Linked DNA regions of Mus musculus: all the other regions are linked to region 4. The links are chromatin contacts, called in public HiCAR-type and Micro-C maps. All regions are on one chromosome and are shown on one strand. The core of a region is the stretch at or near the end of the contact, and the rest is flanking DNA. Distances in the headings are between cores, read along the strand shown.

What was found. Hi-C and Micro-C count contacts between places; a contact is called where the count stands out from the background. HiCAR-type assays count read pairs that join an accessible place to other places.
Region 1: a contact with region 4 is called in a Micro-C map of embryonic stem cells, with 4 times the contacts expected there. The contact joins the enhancer-like site here to the promoter of Nr2e1 in region 4. A contact is called at or near these places in 6 of 39 promoter capture datasets (the HPC-7 cell line, cranial neural crest, embryonic stem cells and 2 more), 1 of 15 datasets of contacts at CTCF or cohesin (large pre-B cells), 2 of 484 Hi-C or Micro-C datasets (both in embryonic stem cells), 1 of 115 datasets of contacts at active chromatin or transcription factors (neural tube) and 1 of 9 other capture datasets (liver).
Region 2: a contact with region 4 is called in a Micro-C map of embryonic stem cells, with 8 times the contacts expected there. The contact joins the promoter of 9030612E09Rik here to the promoter of Nr2e1 in region 4. A contact is called at or near these places in 5 of 39 promoter capture datasets (embryonic stem cells and stem cell-derived epiblast-like cells), 18 of 484 Hi-C or Micro-C datasets (B cells, LSK cells, differentiating embryonic stem cells and 1 more) and 5 of 115 datasets of contacts at active chromatin or transcription factors (all in embryonic stem cells).
Region 3: a HiCAR-type map of astrocytes shows a contact between it and region 4, with 2.1 times the contacts expected there. The contact joins the enhancer-like site here to the promoter of Nr2e1 in region 4. A contact is called at or near these places in 1 of 39 promoter capture datasets (embryonic stem cells), 7 of 115 datasets of contacts at active chromatin or transcription factors (astrocytes, embryonic forebrain, embryonic stem cells and 3 more) and 1 of 9 other capture datasets (embryonic stem cells).

The regions. Positions count from the first base shown.
Region 1 is chr10:41,829,771-41,832,470 of GRCm38.p6, forward strand. The region is part of intron 1 of Sesn1 (sestrin 1); the gene reads left to right. Among named protein-coding and RNA genes, the nearest start is that of Sesn1, 21 kb to the left of the region's middle. Within about 2 kb of position 1,306, at least 40 of the 459 cell types and tissues checked have an H3K27ac peak or open chromatin away from gene starts, as enhancers often do. A contact at or near this core is called in the HPC-7 cell line and embryonic stem cells, where this site is marked.
Region 2 is chr10:43,173,320-43,176,019 of GRCm38.p6, forward strand. It overlaps 9030612E09Rik (RIKEN cDNA 9030612E09 gene), which reads left to right and starts at 1,380. Exons shown (of 1, transcript NR_102361.1): 1 at 1,380-2,700. Sobp (sine oculis binding protein) reads right to left here and starts at 1,211. Exons shown (of 7, transcript NM_175407.3): 1 at 657-1,211. The coding sequence starts at 752.
Region 3 is chr10:41,892,665-41,895,364 of GRCm38.p6, forward strand. Sesn1 (sestrin 1) reads left to right here. Exons shown (of 10, transcript NM_001162908.1): 2 at 1,378-1,443; 3 at 2,156-2,356. Among named protein-coding and RNA genes, the nearest start is that of Gm33058, 65 kb to the right of the region's middle. Within about 2 kb of position 1,272, at least 120 of the 459 cell types and tissues checked have an H3K27ac peak or open chromatin away from gene starts, as enhancers often do. A contact at or near this core is called in astrocytes and microglia, where this site is marked.
Region 4 is chr10:42,582,213-42,584,912 of GRCm38.p6, forward strand. Nr2e1 (nuclear receptor subfamily 2, group E, member 1) reads right to left here and starts at 1,378. Exons shown (of 9, transcript NM_152229.3): 1 at 670-1,378. The coding sequence starts at 694. It overlaps Gm38491 (predicted gene, 38491), which reads left to right and starts at 1,580. Exons shown (of 2, transcript NR_169130.1): 1 at 1,580-1,654; 2 at 1,768-2,700.

The sequences.
Region 1 (2,700 bases), core at 56-2,555, 750 kb before region 4:
TTAATAAGAAACATTTTCTCATGTCATTTTTAGTATAGTCATCCCAATGGTTCAAAAATTAAACCATTTTCAAATTTATTTGCTGTTTATAAATTTTAATTGGTATTTTTGAGACAAACATGGGCTGGTCTAGAAGTTACTATGTAGCCCAGGCTGACCTTAAACTTGAACTTACAACAGTCCTCCTGCATCAGCCTCCCAAGTGCTGGAATTATAACTATGAACCATCAAACCTAGCTTTGTACAGTACTAGGCAGCCACTTAAGGAATTCTGAGCAAGGACTGTTCCACCAAGCTGCACTCCATTTGTTTGTTTGTGACAAGGCCTCATGTAGCCCGGGCTTGCCTTAAGCTCACTACATAGCTGACGATGACCTTGAACTCCTTATACTCCTGCTTTCACTTCCCACATGCTGGGATTACAAGTACCACCATTCCCACCTCCCAATTTTTAAATTTGAATCTGAAGCAAAGTCTTGCAAAGTTGCCCAGGCTGACCTTGAACTTTTGATCTTCCTGCCTCAGCATGTACCTACAATGTAAACCTAAGTTTACAACAATAACAGAACAACTACTTGTTGTAATTAAAGCTATATGGATGTGTTTTTCCTCTCTTCTAATGTCTTCTAGAACTCTCCCTTTTTGAGATTTCAGATGGTACTACCAGTGAGTATTCAGAAGATGCTAACAATACTAGTGATAAGGTGCCTGAGCTGAACAAGTTGGGTGTTTTGACATTATGGGCTCCTGGGTATGCACTACTTCACTGCGAGCCTTACATTGGAGCCAGCAGCTGTTATGAAAACTGAGGTGGCCACTAAAAAGATACTGAGTGGGTAGTGTATGTGGCATGTGGCATGCACACTCTGGAAAAGAGTAAATCACAGGCCTGGCAGCATGGTATGAGATCACTTCTCAGAATAGCACGTGATTTAAAATTTACGCATTGTTGATTCTGGATATGGCTGACCATGACTAGCGATTATAAAGCCATAGAAAGAGAAGCCAAGGATACAAGGGGAATGCTGTGCACCAGATTCTATTCACAGAATGATTCTGCAGGAAGTAGAACTTTAGGGTACTCGGAAGTAAGTTTTCTCTAGTATGGTACATATGTATGCGCGCATGTACTAGCGTCTAAAGCTGCAGATGTCTGATTTTCCTTATAGTTACCTTTCTTTTGAAGACTCTGGCCATTAATGACAGTTTTCCACTCACTTTACATTTTTGTGCCCGCCTGCCTCCTTGTTCACCAAGGACATTTCCTGAGTTCTCAGCAGTTAGCTGCTGTGAGCACTAGGTGGCACTCTGACTCAACTCAAGTCTAGTTTGTCATCAATTTTGATGCTGTAGGCCTCAAGAGAAGATGTGTGTACAACTTAAGAACATTTGTGTTTTCAGTTGTCTTCTTTTAGAGGGAGTCTGAAAGGAGAAAGGAGATAATTCCAAGTTTAAATATCCAAGCTTAACTGGTGATAGTATTGATCTCCTCTTTCACTTACTGTCTCAGACTGTTCCAGGTACCTGCACAGGTATCTGTGTGGAAGAGAGGTGGAGAAGACTGCTGACCTCAGAGCCCATAGTCTAGTTAACTCGCCCCCCCCCCCAGATGCTGTTCTTGGGCCTGTGGCATGCACTCGCTGCTTTTATCCAGTCACTCAACACAAGGAGCGTGAGCTGGAGAGGTAGATGATCTGACTAGACCATCCAGCTGGGCAGGTACACAGTTGGGCTCAACGCATATGTGCTCCTTGGAGAGTAGTTTCTGGGAAGATGAGAACATGAAACCAGTAAAGCAAACATTCTCTCCCCCATCCCTGTCTCTCGCTCTATGTATATATATGTGTGTGCACATGCACATCTGTCTGTCTGTCTGTCTGTGTGCACATGCGTATAGTGGTTGTGAGTGTGCTGACATGGGATCTGAGAATGGACCTCACATTCTCTGCAGAGAGTAGTGGGCAGTCTTAACTGCCCCAAACTGATTACCAAAGGAGACTTGTTCTTGTTTTCCAGGAAGCAAAGCCAAGACTTGTTCTGGGAGAGGCTACAGCTTAATGGTTCAAATTGAAGATTTTGGCTTTTTAGGATGTTGTGTGACCCATCAGTTACAGAGAAAACAGTGTATTCTTGCATGTACTTTTGGGGGAAAACCCAAGTGTATCAATTTTTCAAAGAGTACCCTCCATAAAAAAATTGAGAAGTTGGGTGTGGTGGTACATGCCCAACATCCTAACACTTGGGGGTGGGTACAGGAAGGAAGGTCAGAAGTTGAAGAGCATCCTGGGCCATTAGGTGAATTCAAGGCCAGCTTGGGCTACCTGAGACCTTGCCTCAGAACAGCAGCAGACCACCTGAGCTGCCACATGCACAGGACACTTACTTCCTGAAACTGTTAGAGAAGACTTTTTACAATTGAAATGTGAGAGCCTTAAGCCAGCAAAAGTACACTTTCGTGAGAAAGCACCAGCTTGCTGCTCTTGACGAGGATGCTCATTGCATGGGGCTGAACTTTTCTTAGCTAAGCAGCAGGTCTCCCAGGCATGCAGGTCACAGGCAGAAAGTTTCAGATTTGATTCCAGAATGTGGGACAGAGCTGAGCACAGCACAGCTGCAGCCTTGGTAATGTGAGACAGACAAATACGCCACGGTCCAGAGCTGCCCCTGCCAGACTGCTGTGCACACACACTGGCTCTTGCT
Region 2 (2,700 bases), core at 130-2,629, 590 kb after region 4:
CTTGCCGGGTCTGCTAACTGGAAAGTGAGGCGTGCAGAGGCGAGCGGGAGACCCGGGGCAGAAGCAGAGAGGAGCGGCCGGGGACGGCGAGGCGAGCCCGCTGGCTGCAGCGTCCCTGACCCGCGCCGCTCCGGCCCAAGCCTCCGCCACTGACAGCTACACCGCCGCAGCCGGCGAGTTGGAGCAAAGCGGGATCACCGAGCCTGGGGATGGACCGGGAAGAGGGGTGGAATCCAGGTATCCCGGGTGCCCCGGTCCGGCAGCTCTTAACTTTGGAGGGGTCCGGAGATTCATTTCCGAAAAAGGGAGAAATACTACACCGACCATCAGGAAAGCCACTGCACCATGCTCACTCGCCACTGGGGTTCAGTGCCCTCGCCCGGCAACATCTGTACCAGTCTAGGGTTTGTGAGGTTAAATAGTATCCCCCCCCCCTCGCCCCCATCAAATCTGAGGTTGGCAGACTTCGGAGATGCAGCCCATGAGTTGGCCTCGGTTTTGCACCTGGAGGGGGAGCTGAGGCGTCCCAGGGACCCAGCAGAAACTGACAAGCGCGCCCCTGTCCCCCCCCCCCCCCCCCGCAGCCTACACAACAGCCCGAAGGGAGCGGACGGAATAAAGAGCTCGGTCTCCCCGGCCTCCGAGTCCGAAAATACCTTCATCTCCTCGTTGATCTCCCTCTTCACAGGGTGAGCGGGTTTCCGGCTTCTTTTATTTTCCGGAGGTCTCCCTTCTTTCTCCATTTCTGCCATGTTTTTGTGTCTGGTTTCTGTGGAGATGAAATGGCTGCTGCCGCCGCCGGCGGTGGTGGTGGTGGCGGTGGCGGTGGCGGAGGTGGAGGTGGTGCTGATGGTGGCAACGCTGGCGGAGGTAGCGGTGCTAGCGGGTCCGGGGCTGGGGGTGGGGGTGGAACAGGCGAGGGAGGAGCGGGGTCTCTTCTAGCGGCGGAGACCGTCAGTGGCCGTCACGGGGAAGGGTAGCCCGGGGAGTCTCGGGGATGCCGCCGCCGCCGCTCCTACCGTCGCCGCCGCCGCTCCTGCTGCCGCCGCTGCCGGTGCCGCCGCCGCCGCTCCCGCTCCCGCCGCCGCCGGGCTGCATCCTCGGGGCCCGAAGGAGTCGTCAGCCATCTTCCTGAGCTCTGTCTGTCCGCATGGGCGAGAGGAGCGCCGGCCACGGCGGAGACAGCTGCTCTGGGCGTGCGTGCGTGGATCTGTGTGTGCGCCCGGGAGAGCGCGCCAGCCCCGGCGCCCAGCGCCTCCCGCGAGCCGAGCCGCGGGCGGAGGGAGGGACTGAGCGGGGAGGGGTCCGAGGGAGGGGAGGCTGGGGGTGGGGGGGACAAGGCCAGCCCCCCGCTCGCGAGCGGGCGTGGCTTCCCGGTCGTTGTAGACGCGGATGCTGCGCGGCTCCGGGGGCTGCTGGCGGCCGCCTGCTCCTGGGCGGCGGGCACCGGCCCTACTCGGAGCCGCCACCTCCCCGCGACGACCCCTCCTGCTCCCGAGCTCCGTGACGTGGGCTCCGGTGGGCTCAGAGTTGGCTTCTGAGGATGACCTAGAGGCCGCTGAGGCAAAACATAGCGGGGTGAAGGGTGGAGGTGGAGCGCTGAAAGGGCGCAGGGACCTGAAGGCAGAGCGAGAACTCGGCTCCGGGGTTGCAGCGCCCGGGAGCGGAGGGAAACACAGACCGGACCCACCGCTCAGGCACCAGTGTCCTGCTCCGAAGACTACGGCAGGCTGTGTGGAGGCTGAATGTCGCTTAGAGGGGTCTCCAGCACAGCGCGCCGTCAGACTGTTTGCCAGGAAGCTTTTGCCTTCCTGAGAAGGACTTCGAAGTAGGACAACTCAGCCTCCAGCTCCCTGATTTTCTTTCTCTTTCTGTCTCCCTTCCCCCTCTGCCCCAAACGCAAGCTTATGCTCTGTTACAAAGTAGCATCTTTACCCGGTGACCCGGCTTGCACCCTCACCGTGCCCTGTGCTTAATGGGAAGGGTTGGGCTTAGTGGGTACTGTTGTGCGCTCAGGATCCCTCCCCCCAGAAGCCCCACGCCCTCGCCACGCACGACAGGACCCTCTCCTCTCCATCAGGTTCCACACTCTTCCACCAGACTCGCATCTGCTGGTTCCAAAGCCCAGCTCATCCTCCATGCGCTCACGTGTTTCCTCTTGGGCCGCCTCTGTCCACGCCCTGGACCAAGGTCGGCTGCGCCTGTCCCTGTCTTTTGGGTTGAGGTATCAGCGTGAACCGTTTGATGAGGCTCCAGAGACAACACACAGCTCTGAAAATCTCCTACACACACTGCAAAGGAACGACACCTAGACGTTCCCAGTTCAGCTTTCCCGCGCCGCTCCACTTTGTAATTACCTGACACAATGTGATATGGGGGTGTCCATTGTTCCCCGGCTTGTTATTACGGAGTGTTCATTATGACAGTGGTGGAATTTAAAATTACACATTTTTAAGTCCTTAAGAGATAGAATGAATTCGGTGTGGGGGTATGAGTAAGCTTTTCATTAAAATCTCAGTTCGGCCTATCAAGTGGGGTTCATTCTGAGTGTTGCCTTGCCTAATTTGCATTTTAGCATGGTTTTGTCTCTTTAAGCATAGAATTACAGATATCTGGGAGCGTACTCTGCAGGGCTGAACAACCCTATGAGGCCTGTTTTTGCATTTTAGCATAATGTGTTTCGTACAAATATTTGGGAGG
Region 3 (2,700 bases), core at 22-2,521, 690 kb before region 4:
GCTGTACACTAAATAAGCACTCTACCAACTAAGCTACATTCCTAGCCCTGTGTGAGATTTAAAAAATGTATTGTATTCAAAAGATTTTCATTTGCTCAGAACAAACTTCTTGGATTCACTCTGTTCCCTCCCAGTTTTTTCTTAAAAGCAAAGCAGCTAAGTTGGGGAGATAGCTCAGTGGGTAAAACCACTCACCACACAAGTATGAGGACCTAAGTTCAAATCCTGGGAACCCATGTAAAACCTGAATGCATAGCACAAACAAATAATCCCATAGGCCTACAGGAACATGGAAGGGAGAAAGAGAAGCCCCCAGAAGTCCAAGAGCCAGCTAGCCTGGCACACACAATGCAAAAAGAAGAGACTGTTGTCTTCTGACTTCCACATGAGCTACACAGTACATGCTCTCCCATATTCTCACAAACACACACACACACACACACAGAGGCATACATACAGACACATAGTGCACACACACAGAACAGGAGTTGGGAATATCTGTTTTTATAATGTTTTACTCTTGGCTACAGTTCTGTATCCATGCCAATAGTCTTCCTCTTTTAAACAAAAAACTAGTATTTGTATGTAACAATTTTATAAATAATAAGGATCTTCAGTTGTATTTACTTTATTTTACAGCTTAAAGCGATAATGGATTGATTGCCCTCAAAAGTTTTATTATGGTTATTTTGATATTATGTCAAGAGCATTGTATAGGGGAGGAAGTCCTAACAGTAGGCTTTCTGTTCCTGCTAATGTGCTGCTCTGTCAGTATAAGAGAAAGAATTCTAGATTGTGTCAAAAGGCAGAATGTTAGCAAGATTGTAAACAGGCCCAAACTTGGTTTTCCTGAAGTGTTCTCACTTAACCACAGAGAGCATGCCCCACTGGAGTCCTGACTGTGGATTCAGCTGCCTTTTCACTTGTCACATGCCACTGCTTGCCTTGACGTGTTTTATTAATACAGTAATGATGTCTTAAGATGTCTATATAGAGATATTGTTGTTTTTATTTCCTGACAAGGAGTGATGCTTTTGTTGAGTTAGACACACACACACACACACACACACACACACTGGTCTTGTTTTGTATCACTGACAGCCCACGGGTTTGGCCACTGTGTGCTGAACTTTCTGTTCCAGACTCTCTGCCAAGAGCTTTATGCAAAACTCTGGTTTTAGTGAAACAGGTTTTATTGTTTTTAGACAGTCATATTAGAAGGTGTTAGCTGTGTGATGCAAATAGAGGAACTGGTGTGTATATATAGCTGTGAGAACAAATGACTAGCAAGGCTGGCTGCTTTTCCTCTTGCTCCTTTAGCCTCAGTCTGTGCTGTTTACTGCTGGAGATCTGAGATGGTGTAATTTTCTTTTCTAGGAACTTGGAATCAGAATCCCTCGGCCACTAGGACACGGACCAAGCAGGTTCATCCCAGAGAAGGAGGTATGCTGTTTTGAAAGTACACAGTGAACTGCCTGCTTTTAAGGAAACATTTTCATGGCCCACATCTGGCATCTGAATGATTGCTGGTCAACAGCATGTTTTACACAGTTATTCAGAGTTAGTCATGCTTTGGCAGTGAGGTCATGGGATTAGAAAGCTGTCAGGGTCATATTGATTTCTAGGATTTCATGATGCATTTTAAGCACCTGTACTTAATCAAGTAAAACTGAGCCTTGTTGTTGACTCCCTCCCTCCACCTGCATATGTTTAGACCTTGCTTGGAAGCAGAGGTGCTCCATCTGACTGGTGAGAGCACTGCACCAGACCTTTAATTCCACATATGTAGAAGCAGCTATGCTTTATTGTCATAAGTTTTTGCTATTAATTGTGATTCTCTTCTCATTAAATGAGAATAGTGTTGTAAGGAAAGGTTTTAATGTCTGCTTGCAAAATCTGGGTATTTAACAGTCTGCTTCTTCGTCTGGATTCTTGTCAACTCTGCAGCTTATCTAGACCCTTTATCTAAAGTTCAGTTCAGCCTTTGTTGTTTATCTCCCACCATATAATGGGACTATTCTTCAGCTACAAGTTTAAATCACAAGTCCTCTCAGGAAACTGTAATCTACTTGTAAATAGATCGGTGCACCACATTCCTGTTCTCTTTAACCGGTTTATAGTGTGTGCAACTGTGGCTCTCCTCTCCTTCCCACAGATGCTGCAGGTGGGCAGTGAAGACGCACAGATGCATGCGTTATTTGCAGACTCCTTTGCTGCTTTGGGTCGTCTGGATAACATCACATTAGTGATGGTTTTCCATCCACAATATTTAGAAAGTTTCTTAAAGACTCAACACTACCTACTACAAATGGATGGGCCATTACCCCTCCATTATCGGCACTACATTGGAATCATGGTTTGTAAAAATCCAATGAAAATTTCTTTCTTTTTTTTTTTTTTAATTTAAGAGGATTAATGCTTTTGACATAGGATAAATATATTACTTATTGTCTGACTTGTAATCATATTCTGACTTGTAATAGCATATAATCAGATAGTTTCTATTTTTTCCTGACTTTAAATAAGTATGTTTTCAAGTATAACCAAAAAAAAACCACTACGAGTAGTTTTATACAATATTAAGAACCATTTTTTTAAAATGTACTCTGTGTGTGTGTGTGTGTGTGTGTGTGTGTGTGTGTGTGTGTGTGTGCATGCGCTCTCGCATGCTTCAGAGACAACTTGAAGGAGTTGGTTCTC
Region 4 (2,700 bases), core at 128-2,627:
AAGAAGCGTCCGGAGTGAGCAGGCCGCAGACTCCTGTCGGTGCTGGGCTCCCGCTCCGAAAGTCCTTGGGATTAGGGATTTGGTCCTCTCTTTGCTAGACTGGCTCGCCATACTTTACATTCCCCAGTTATGACCTACGCGGATTTAGGATTAAGGAAAATGTGACTTTTAAATGGTTTCTGCTTCCCGGTTTTGCAGGATTATTTGAAATAGCTGGAAACGGAGTGCAAAGCATTCCATTCGAAATCCGCTTTTTGCAGAGTTGCTTTTGCGCGCTGCAAGCTCTGAGTTTTTGAGCGGCTGCGTTATTGTGCGGCCGCCTGGAGCTGCGGCCCAGTTCCCGCCCCTGGCTCACCCCTCCCACCTTCGGCACCTGCAGCTAAATAGAAACAGCAGGCTGGACCGGTGGGCTGCCACGGGTCGCAACCTTCCTGATACACCGGGGAGACCCGGAAGAGCTAGCATCCAGAAGCAACGAAATTGCTCTCCCAGTTGCACGAAACGCTCCAACGCAACAGTCTAAGAGAGCTAGGCCAACGGACATACAAGCCCGAGAGAGTATTACTCTGGGGCTCAAATTCAGAGCTCTCAGAAGGACCATCCCGGCCTCCCAGCCTGCCCTCCCCAGGCCACGCGCCAGGACCCCGCGGCTGCCCGAGCGGTACCCACTTGTTGATCCGGCGGGCTTGCTCATGCTGGCGGTCCCGGGGCGCAGCGGTTGGTGGGCACTGCCGGATTCCCGACCCACGGCGCCCACGTCGCCGCCGGCCGCCGCCGCTCTCCAGCCGCCCTCCAGCCTGCGAGGCTCCCGGGCGGGACAGACAGGTGGCTATTGGTTGTGCGCTGCCCTGCTCTCCCCGGCGCTCAGAATTCGTTCCACAGTGGAAATGTAAGCATCCTTAAGTTTCTTTCCCGGCTCTAGCAAAACTGCAGCTGCTGGGGATGCGGCTTGATGTGGACACAGTCTTGAACAGACAGATGGAGAGATGGACAGGCAGGCTGAAGAGGGAGGACAGCGCGAGGGGAATATGGAAGGACAGAGATGGAGACACGGAAATGGTCTTCCTACGGAGCAACGAAGGCGAACTTCCCCTCGTTCCCCATGCTTGGTACTGCTTCCAATCTCTCCCTCCACACAGGCGTGCAGAGTGGGCAGCTCTCTGCAGACTGCAGATCTTCTGTGGAAAGGCGAAAATCACAGCCGCAGTCTCAGAGGCAGATTAAGCTCCTCGCTGCCGGAGCCCCGGCGCCGAGAGGGGAAACTAGATTGCTGGGAGATCTTCCAAGGGGAGAGGTGGCCAGATCCGAGTTTCCGGGGACAGCCGCGCACGCAGCGGCGAAGGGTCCCCGAAGTTCATTACCCTGTGACTTTGTGCCTGTCGCTGCGGGCCGGGTCTCTGGTAATATCTCCAGTAGCGCTCTGACAGGCAGCCGCGGGGAGGGGAATAGGGCGTCCCTGGCCCACTTAGCTTTTCCCCCAACTCCTGGCGGGGTCTGACGTCAGCCATGTGCGGGGAGGAGATGGGAAGAGGGAGGGGGTTAAATGCTAATGATATTAATGAACCTCCAAGCGGCTTCCAAAGAAAATGCAAGCGCTCTCGGAGCTGACGAGTTGAGAGTGAATACGGGCAAGCGGCTCCGTGCGTGCGTGATGGTGAGGACGGAGCCGCTCTTGTAATAAAAAAAATATGAATTTTTATATTTCACGGGAAGGGAGGAGGGGAGGGGTGGTGGGGCTCTCTCAAAACGCTTTTCCCCTCTCTCCAGAATGCCAGACAGATAGATTCGTGGAAGATATTGGGTAGCTGTGTCTGTGTATGATTGTGTGCGCCCGGACATGGCCATGTGAGTTGGTTCATTGTTGGTCTCGCGCCCCTTCTGTTGGGTAAAACTTGGATCTGGCCCGAGGTGAGTAATTTATTCATTTTGCAACTATCTATGGAAAGCCAGAGCTGAGGTCGCGGTGCGCGGTCTTGGGGACTGGGCTGGGATCTTGCGGTCCCTCGGCCTCGGCGTGACGGCTTTGGGCACCGCCGCGGGGAGGGCTTCGCCAGCTTCTTGCAAACAAAACCGGCCAACCCGGAGCTGGCGGCGTCCCTCTCGCCTCCATTGCGTGTACTGAGCAGCTGAGAGGCAAAGCCTCAAAGCCTTCCCTCCTGCGGTTGGTCCCCAGCGGGCGTCGCTGGCTTACCCCTGCAGGCCTGGGGACTCTGGAGAGCTCCGCCACCTTCCTCCCCAGCCGGGTCGCCTACCCGAAATCCTAGAGCTCTCTGGCATCTTGGTCGTGGCGCGGCGCGGGGACAGCGCGCGCCGAGGGAGCCTTGATCTCCGATCTCTAAGAGATTAATTCTATTTAAGCTCCCTCCGCCGCTTGAACTTGTCGAACAAGAGCTTGCCAGCCTCTCCTCGGGGCGTGGGCCCGGCCGGGGGTCAGAGGTCGCGCCTCCAGCTCTCCAGACCGAATTGGAGGCTGGGGGCTGGCGAGCTGTGGACAGCGCTCCTCCTGGTCGCTAGCCCACCCTTCCCGCAGCTCCCTCCTCACCTGGCCGCAGTGCCTGTTGGAGTCTCCCGTGTGACTGCCTGGCCCTGCAGATCCAAGGACCGGGTCCCAACTCGAAAGGGCTGTATGCTCCTGTCTCAGGCCTCAGCACGTGAAAGCAACTTTTCCCGGATTGCCCGAGCCTGGGAGGCAAGGAACCA